2 separate regions of the Zea mays genome follow, and region 2 is linked to region 1. Evidence: chromatin contacts called from public Hi-C data. All regions are on one chromosome and are shown on one strand. Each heading gives the region's core, a stretch centred on a gene start, on an enhancer-like site or on the middle of the called end of the contact. The rest is flanking DNA. Distances are from core to core; before and after follow the strand shown.

What was found. Hi-C and Micro-C count contacts between places; a contact is called where the count stands out from the background.
Region 2: a Hi-C map of bundle sheath shows a contact between it and region 1, with 1.6 times the contacts expected there. The contact joins the promoter of LOC100193333 here to the promoter of LOC100193728 in region 1. A contact is called at or near these places in 2 of 25 Hi-C or Micro-C datasets (bundle sheath and leaf).

Annotation. Positions count from the first base shown.
Region 1 is chr10:149,249,547-149,254,413 of Zm-B73-REFERENCE-NAM-5.0, forward strand. It overlaps LOC100193728, which reads left to right and starts at 1,955. Exons shown (of 16, transcript NM_001138816.2): 1 at 1,955-2,354; 2 at 3,444-3,505; 3 at 3,571-3,638; 4 at 3,819-3,940; 5 at 4,355-4,460; 6 at 4,590-4,641; 7 at 4,729-4,846. The coding sequence starts at 2,120.
Region 2 is chr10:149,389,315-149,394,181 of Zm-B73-REFERENCE-NAM-5.0, forward strand. It overlaps LOC100193333, which reads left to right and starts at 2,071. Exons shown (of 6, transcript NM_001138469.2): 1 at 2,071-2,857; 2 at 4,215-4,320; 3 at 4,428-4,596; 4 at 4,699-4,867. The coding sequence starts at 2,277.

The sequences.
Region 1 (4,867 bases), core at 705-3,204:
ATTCATTGCCATCCAAGTTTTCCAACTTCTAACCACTTACAAGAGCTAGGCACTCAATTCTAGACACATACAAAGAGATCAAATCCTCTCCAATTCCACTCAAGCCTTTAGTGACTAGCGAGAGAGATTTGTCGTGTTCTTTTGAGCTCTTGCGCTTGGATCGCATTCTTTCTTTCTCTTTTGCTCTTGTGATCAACACTCAATTGTAACCGAGGCAAGAGGCACCGATTGTGTGGTGGCCCTTGCGGGGAAGTTTTGTTCCCGGTTGATTGAGAAGAAGGAAAGCTCACTCGGTCCGAGGGACCGTTTGAGAGAGGGAAGGGTTGAAAGAGACCCGGCCTTTGTGGCCTCCTCAACGGGGAGTAGGTTTGCAAGAACCGAACCTCGGTAAAACAAATCCACGTGTCACTCTCTTTATTTGCTTGCGATTTGTTTTGCGCCCTCTCTTGCGGACTCATTTATTATTACTAACGCTAACACCGGCTTGTAGTTGTGATTATTTTTGTAAATTTCAGTTTCGCCCTATTCACCCCCCCTCTAGGCGACTATCAGAACCATATGACAATCGAACAATCATTCCCGCACTAATCCATTGTACACAGGGTTCTGCTCTAGGACCTAGCGGCCCTCCGTAACCTCTTGAGGCGCAACAAAGGGTCGGTGGAGAGGGGACCTGCTACGCCAATAGGAGGAAACAACCTCCTTGAAGCCATGGCGAAGGCACCAACAATTATTGAAACGAAAGATAGATGGCTAGGGGAAGAGGAAGTCACTGAAGCTTTCAAATGAGTGTGATCAAATGTTTGCATCGGGTTGGGGTTAGACGTCTTCATAGCTTTGAACGAGAATGTCACATCGTACTCTTGTTGACTAATGTTTGTTATACCATCTGATTTGACAATTTCTATTTGCACAAATCACGAGTTTTTATTTTTTTTATGACGCATATGTGATCCGTATCATCCAAGGCTGTAGCTTAACATGCCAATGCGTTGAACGGATGTGAAAAGGAGTCGAAGCCTATGATTCTCATAAGAAGCACAAATTTAATATTTGAACCGTGCAACATATGCACAGAAAAGGTATAAACATAAGCTACAACGGTTGTAAAACTATTCTATATATTTGTATGAACATGTGGACGTGAAAAACACAGAACTAGGATTTAAAACATGAGAGTTTCACATAAGGTAAGGGTTACTAGCGTTTTTGTAACTAAAATAAAGTTATATTGATTTTAAATAAATCAACATAAAAGTCATACACCAGCTGATTGAAAATAAGGGGGTGTTTGGTTAGAGGGACTAAATATTAGTCTCTAGTTTTTAGTCCCATTTAGTCCCTTTTTTGCCAAACACTAGGACTAAAATATAGACTAAAATGATTTAGTTTTTAGTCCTTCACATAGGTGCTAAAAGAGACTAAAAGCCCACATAAGTGTATTCCAAGAGCATTTGAGTCTTTGGACAATATATTTAATGACTTTAGAATCTATTTAGTCCTTATAACCAAACAAGTAGGGACTAAAATTTAGTCCTAAGACTAATTGAAACCAAACATGGCCTAAAATTGTCGATCGGACAAATTGCAGATTGATTTCGTTGATGGACACAAAAAGACATGGTCGATCGCGTTGATTTTTTATAATTACAGTTAAATTTAGAAAAAATGACTAGCACATATATCATGATGACGAATAAAAAAAACTATAGAAACAAAATTGTAAGAGACCCCTGAAAAAGGAAAAAAAAAACCGTACCACCATGGGCCATGGCCATGTGAAATTAACGGTAGCCGCACTACCGCCGCCCGCCGTCGTAGAGAACCAGTCGTTGACAAGCGGTCCACCTACTAGCACTGCCCCACAAGTCATTCTCGTAGACGTGGCACCTTTGAAATATCTCCAGGTCGTCTTTTAATAGCCGGCTCCACTAGCCGAACCCAGTGCAGTACTATATATCCACATAGCGCACACCTGCTTGTGAAAAGTTCAATCTTGAGTGTCGCTTGTTTCAAATCCCACCTTTGCTTGCTCCCCCCGGCTCCTCCTCCTCGTACCAAATCTAGGGTTCCCGATCGAAATCCTGCGCCGCCGCCGCCGCCACTGCCGTTGGCGATAATGTCGGCCAGCACCGAGCCCGAGAAGGACGCCGCTGCCGCTGCCGCCACCGAGGGCGACGAGAAGACGGAGGCGAAGGACAGCGGCTCCGGCTGGGAGCTGCTGTACTGCGGCGGGACGAGCTTCGACGCCATGGGTCGGAAGGTGGTGGGCGGGGCGCAGGGCAACCTGGTGTCGCCGACTCGGCTGCGGCCGCTCGTGGGCGTTGATATCCGCTTCGTTGCCTCTGGATGCAGTGAGTCCCGTCTTCCTTGCCCGCATTTGAGATGATGTGCGCGTCATTTTTTTTTGGCAGCACGGGAGGTGCTGGAACCCGTTGATGCTTACAAAGGTTTAGATTAGTTTATGATCATATATGCAATCAAACGAAAGCAGGTCCAGTTGGTCTGTGGTCCTTGTCTGGACTTTAGATTCGTTTAGGGATTGGATCATTCGATCTGTCTGGATTGCAAGTCTGTAAAGGATTTTTTTGGGGGATAAAAAATAGGTCTTTGTGGTACCATTTTGGGTATAACTATCCAGTACAGCCTTAGTTGCACCAATGTTGAGAAGATTAGTTCGAAACAATATGCAAAGACTACATAATTGTAACTTCTTCAGCACCCCTACCCTTTATCATGTAATTTCACCAAAATATGTAATTGAAATAGCTGCATTTTTTGGCGGTTGGGGTGTTAAATAGATACAGATGGAATGAGCTGGGCTGGGTTACTTGCCCCCAAAAAATGGCACCTGCAGGGCGAGGGGGATGGGTGATTGAACGAATACAAATGGGGCGGTCGGCTTGGACAAAAAGAAACGAAGGGGAGTGGTGGGAGACCTAAATGTCGGAGTACATTGCCGTTACCTCTTGTCGCTTTGCCTCCAATGCAGCCAACCCGCCACTCTTTGCCCCTCTCCCTCTGTGCACGTGGACGGGTGGAGCAGAGGCATCGAGGAGGTCAGGAGTGCTCGTTGGCGGCATGCAGATGATGGCTTGGCAGTGACATGCCGACGTGAGAGGCTGATATGGCTTACACACTCCGACAAAGTCCTCACTAATTGCAGCATGCGAGTGATAGGGGGCTGGGGGTTGTAATTGTAAAGGCGTGGAACGGAGATTGATTGAGATGGAAACCATCCAATACACTGTTCTTTTATTCTAAAAATCACCTCTTGCTTGATTTGATTGGTGAATAAATCGAGGTACTATTGTAATCGTATATTGAATGCTACATGCTTTACTACGTTCTGTATTTGCTTTCAGTTATCGGAATTTGAATTCAACAGTTGTTCAATATACTTCTCAGCCTTTGCTAATGACTTGGTTTAACATTTTTCCCAGCTGCTTGCCACTGTGTTGCTTTAGATGCTGGAGGCAAATGTTATACATGGGGTCGCAACGAGGTATAAATCTGTATAGTCAGTTACACTTATTGTATTTATTGCTTAACACTGAAACCTTCTAGCAGAAGGGACAGCTAGGGCATGGAGATACTCTTCTGCGTAACCTGCCGACTGTTGTTTCTCAACTATCAAAGTAAGATAGTTTATTTGCCTACAACAGAAAACTCTTTACCTGCAGTTTTATTATTAATAGCTGGCTATAGTATTGGTAAACTCGCGAGCTAATTAGATAGTATTACTAATATGATTGTTTTGAAGCCGTTGAACATTCTTTGTGTTCAAAGATATTAACATACACTTGTTAAACCTGCAGATACAAAATCATCAAAGCATGTGTTGGAAGAAACCATACAGTGGTTGTAACTGATGATGGCAAATCCTTATCTTTCGGTCATAACAAGCATGGACAGTTAGGGACGGGTTCCTTAAGGAATGGTTGGTACCTTTCACTTCTTATTGCCTGTGAGTAGTCACAGAGGTGCCAACACACATCATTTTGGTGCTAAGTGCTAACATATTGTTACGTTTTTCAAGTTTAAACAATCATGATACACTCTGCAAACATTTTGATATTTTAATAGTTTCTTTTTTCCCCTTATGCTGGATGAAACCGCTAGTATTTTGATGTAGCATCTGATGTGAACTTGAATTATCTTTGATTACATGTTGGGAATGGCATTTCGTACACTCCTTTTGCCCCTAGTGTCTGTGGGGCAATTGATAAACTTAACTTTCAGCATAGTGGTATTATCATTTTCCAGGATCAATAATTGGTCGAATCTTGTGGAGATCTTTCCCCTCTTCGATCTTACATGTTGCTATTTTACTGTGATTCTTCAATTGCTGCAGAGATTGAGTCATCGCCAGTGTCCTGTATCGTTGCGGAAGCAACCAACGTTGCATGTGGGGCTGATTTTACTGCCTGGTTGTCATCTGTGGAAGGCTCTTCTATACTGTATGTCTTTGCTGGAGATCTAAAACTACAAATCTTCAACCGTTTTTATTAGTATCTGCTTCGGCTGTGTTAGTGGATGTGTTGTTCATCAGTTTTTTTTGAGGCAGTATTTTATTCTTTGTTATTCAGTACAGCAGGTCTTCCCCAATATGGTCAACTCGGGCATGGAACTGATAATGAGGTTGGTTGTTACTCTTAATTCTTAAAACACATGTTGGCTTTTCTCTTATTTTTATGTATCCAACTGATTTGATTTATGCTATTTCAGTACAATGCTAAAGAATCGTCTGTGAAACTGACCTATGAACCCCAGCCCCGTCCAAGAGCAATAGCTGCATTTTCTGGGAAAACTGTTGTCAAAGTTGCATGCGGAACTAACCATACAGGTTTTTCTCATGCCTTCTTTA
Region 2 (4,867 bases), core at 821-3,320, 140 kb after region 1:
ATATGGTAGGCTAATTGTAAGTGTAATCAACCTCTTGGGGTTTTGGTGATCAAATGATAAAACAAATTATGGTGTGCTTGGAAGCAAAGTATTTCAAAACTATGTTTTTGGAATACTATGGTCTTAAGATGTCATGACACAATTGTAGTAAAATTTGCATCACTCTTAGCTACATGTGTTTGGAGACAAAGTATCTCAAATCATGGTATAAAGTATACATGTGCAAGGTTAGTGGACAAAAACTTTGGGTTGGAGTTTCAAATGGTGCACAAATATCATGTTATCTACAAAATCATATCATAGCATTCATAATGTAGTCAAACACCTTTTTTTGTAAAAAAATGCTTTGGTATTCTCCAATACCATGGTTTCATCTAAAAAACTCTAAAATACTTTGCTTCCAAACACGTCTTTAAAAGTTTAACATTTTTGCCTTAAGTATGTGATCAGTTTGGATCACGTCAAAACGATGCAAGAAGCAAGTACTCATATGGAATCGCACAACACTTCAAAGAATTTAGATCCAACACTCAAGATTCCTAGCGACTGTGATTTTAAATTTTATCTTATTAAGAATTAGAAATCTATGTACTATCAGATTTATATCAGGTAATGGTATTTGTTGAAAAACTCAAAACCCAAGTTACAGAACTTCCCTTTTGTCACTACTCGATTGTAGGTGAAGCTTGCAGTTCAAGCTGTAGGTGAAGCTTGAAGTTTGCACTCAAGATTTCATCATAATTGGAACACAGAAAATGCAACCACGAATTAATTATAGAAAAGTATGGATCTAAGACTACAAAGTAAGTTCTATACTAAATTATATAGGAGGACATATCCTGTGCAATCACTCATTTTGGTGCAAGCGCGCAATTAAACTATCCAGAGCATCCAGTCTATATCCAACGGTTTCATATGGAAGTGGTTAAATGTAAAATAGACATTAGGTTTCAGGTGGAAGGGGTTAAATGTAAAATAACAGTTACCATTAGATCTAGATCGGATGCACCAGATCGCTTGATTGCATGCTTGCACCAGGATAAGTGATTGCATATGATATTTTCCCATTATATAGTTTCTTATGTAGATTTACTCGTATAGAGTTTAATAAAATTTTGATGCTCGTTGGATAATATATGACCGAGTTATAGATTTATCTAGATAAGTTATACATGGTCCAATAAATATGAATTTTTATGTATAGTCAAAACATGCAATGATTTGTTCACCATATTTTTACCACATCTGGATCATAAAAACTGCAGCTATAAATTAATTATAGAAAACACATATACAAGCTTATAGATTAAATTTTATAATAAAATATATTATATCATATATTCATTATACATATATATATTCATGTGGAGTTCTATAAAATTGATTCTTTATTTTATGTTTTTACGTGATTTATTTTATTTTATAAAAATTATTTAGTCAAAATAAACATAAAAGAAAAAGAGAACGAAGGAACGTCTAGAGATGTCATGTGTTCGGTTTTTAGCGATGAGAGAGGATATATGTCCGGTTTTATAATTAAAATAGAAAAACTGATTTTTTATGAAAGTTGTGCACGATAAAATAGTTTTTTTAAAAATTAATTTTTATGTACTGTAGTACGTTATTCCGGCGCATCGTATTTTTAGAAGAAAAGTGCAAGAGGAAAGAGGGCCCAAGTGATTCCGTTCCATCCGCATGCATCGCGGCCCATCGCGGCCCAGCCCATGACCTCTCCTCACCTTGGCGCTCGACGCTCGTTAGGCATCCCGGGCCCGGGGCGGGTCTTTTTGCGCAGAAACCCCTTTACAATCGCATAAGAAAACTGTGGGCACTCTCGTCATTGCGCACAGCGCCTGCTGCATCCTCCTGGTCTCGACACGGAGCCCCATTCCCACCCATGCCAATGACACGTGGGCCCATCCTCCCGCAGCCCACGACATCAGAAGCCGCGTAAGAGGATAGGAGGTGTGCTTAGCGACCTGTCCTTTTCCCTCATCTTATTTTCATCGCTCCCGAAGAAATTTGCTCTAAATAACAAAACATAGGGCAAGAGCCTAGACTGAGGGGCCAGGAGAGAGGGAGAGGCCGAGGAGAGAGATAGAGAGACAAAGGGGAGAGACCAAGCGCCAGTGACACAGAGAAGGGGCGGAGGAGAGAGAGAGAGAGAGAGAGAGAGAGAGAGAGAGAGAGAGAGAGAGAGAGAGAGAGGAGAATCGCGGGAGGGAGGCGGGGTTTTTGCGTGATTTGAGTTCTCCGGTTTTCCCCACGCTCCCGCCATGGTGTCCGACCAGGAGATCGCCAGCTGCGTCGAGTCCGTCCTCCGAGGCTCCGCCGGCGGGCCCGGGGAGGTCTCGCTCACCGCCGTGCTGCAGCAGGCGGAGGCCACGCTCGGCGTCGACCTCTCCCACAAGGCGGGCTTTATCCGCGACCAGATGGACCTCTTCTTCGGCCCGCGCCTCCAGCCGCAGCCGCTGACCACGCCACAGCTGGCGCCTCCCCCGCCTCAGGCCGTCGTTGCCCCCGCGGACGCCGTGCCTCAGCCTCAGCCTCAGCATCAGGTTCTGCCGCAGGCACCGCCTTCGGCTCAGCAGATGCAGCCGCAGCAGCTCGCGCCGCTTCAGCCGCAGCTCATGTTCCAGACCATTCACCAGCTCCCCGCCATCTCTCCCGTCCCTGTGGTCTCCGCGCCGCCGGCCATGGCGTTCTACCCGCCGCCGCCGCTCGCCTTCCGCTACACCACCGGCCTCGCTGGGGCCGCCACGGGTGGGACCGTCTCCTTCCAGCAGCCAGCCCCTGGGGCTGGGGGCACTGCTTCCCCCACCGCTGCACCGCAGGTCGCCGGCGACAACAAGGAAAGGTGAGTTGTCGATGGAATTAGGGTTTGCGTTCCGCGGATTTTGGTGATTTGTATGTACTCTGTCGATTGGTGCGGAAATCTAGTCCGTCGATTCGCATGGTTAGGGTTGTTAATATTGAGGATTCGAGTTCTATATTGTGATGAAATGGTTTTGTTCTGCTTCTGGCTAAGCTAAGGTTAGGGTTTCGGGTTCTGATTTCTGACCTTCTTATTGGTTGTGTCAGGTTCAGTTCAACTGGTTCCTATGTACTGTAGTGTTCAGGATATGTTAACTTAGGACGACATTTTCTGCCCCTTTAACTTTAAGTAATGGATCAGTAACTGTTTAAATTGTAGTTTTGTTGTCAACATCTTTCAACTCAACGGTATTGGTCAAAGAGAAGAATTCAGACGTCATTCTGTTGACAGCCTGTAGCCTATTACCATGCATATTTTGTGCTTCCAAAAATATTTTTTGGAAAACAGAAAAAGGCCAATTTTCTCTATACACTTATAAGCTACAAAAATTGCAGATTAGTAGTTTACTAAAAAGGTACAATCAGCCAAGCACAGGAAGCATGTTGTGTTTCATGAATTTGTTTGGATTTATAACACCTCTTTCCGCTTCCTGAGAACAATTATAATTGACCATTTTCTTGTTTGTTTGAATCTTATTTGTGGCTTGTCTCTGCATGAAATGGTCCCAGTAGACAGCTCAAGTCATCTGCAGACATTTATAGTGCCCCCGTGCAAAAAATAAACTAAAATAAAAAACAAAATGTAACTGTTAAGTACTCTACTTCAGTTTTCATATGTATTATTTGCAACTGACATCTTCATCCTTAACACTTAATTTTTTTAGTAAGAGTCATTTTCTTCTCTGATTTGATGTGGTTGCATGCACCTTTTGCACCAATGTTCTTTGAGATGTATTGGCTAAGGTTGTGCAACCTGTCGCACAGTACTACGGGAACAGGACAGCAGGTCCTGAAATTAGTCTGTTTTGTGTGGAGAGTAAAGAAGGTTAGGCTTGACACAGTGTTGAGAAACTTCTCCACTTAGCCAAAGGTCCTGGGTTTGATGTAGCCTCACTGCAAAAATGCAGGGGTAATGTTTGCCTCGGTTATTCCTTCTCCAGACTCCACTCATATAGGAGCCGCCAACACTGGGTCTGTTCTTTGGAGTATGTTGAGGACTATTGTATTTGACCAACATTCCTTTATTGGTTGTTCTGTTTCGCTGGTCACGATTGCTCATCTGTTTCTGAAACCTAACTCACTACTCAGCATGTCAACTGATTTGTATTCTACTATAGTATCTTGGTTCGTTTCCTTTTATGAAACTGACTGATTAGTGATTTGTGTGTGATTTCTTCTAGTTCTTCTAAGCGAAAAAGAGGTGGACCTGGTGGTTTAAATAAAGTTTGCGCAATTTCACCTGAACTTCAGACCATTGTTGGTGAGACTGCCATGTCAAGAACTCAGGTACTAAATTTCATTGTGATAGAAATTTACACACTCTGTACTCTTCTGGTACTCTTTGAATGATTGACTCTATAGAGTCTAGAAAATAAATATTAGTCTTTATTCAGATTGTGAAGCAGCTCTGGGCATATATCAGGCAGAACAATCTTCAAGATCCTGATGACAAAAGGAAGATTATTTGCAATGACGAACTTCGTGTGGTTTTTGAAACTGACAACACCGACATGTTTAAAATGAATAAATTATTGGCTAAGCACATAACCCCACTTGACCCAAGTACAGACTTCTATTTCTTTTGATCAACATATGCTACTTTATGTTTGCATTACTAAAGTTCAGTCCTGGAATTTGCTCAAGTGCTTCCTAATGACATTGCAGAAGGTCAACTTCATGAAGTAAAAAGAATGAAGGCTCCCACCATGTCTCCTCAACCTGGACGTTCCATTGATCAACCCTCCATAGTTATTTCTGACGCACTAGCAAAGTTCATTGGAACAGATGGAACATTTCCTCACGATTTTGCCCTGAAATATCTGTGGGATTACAT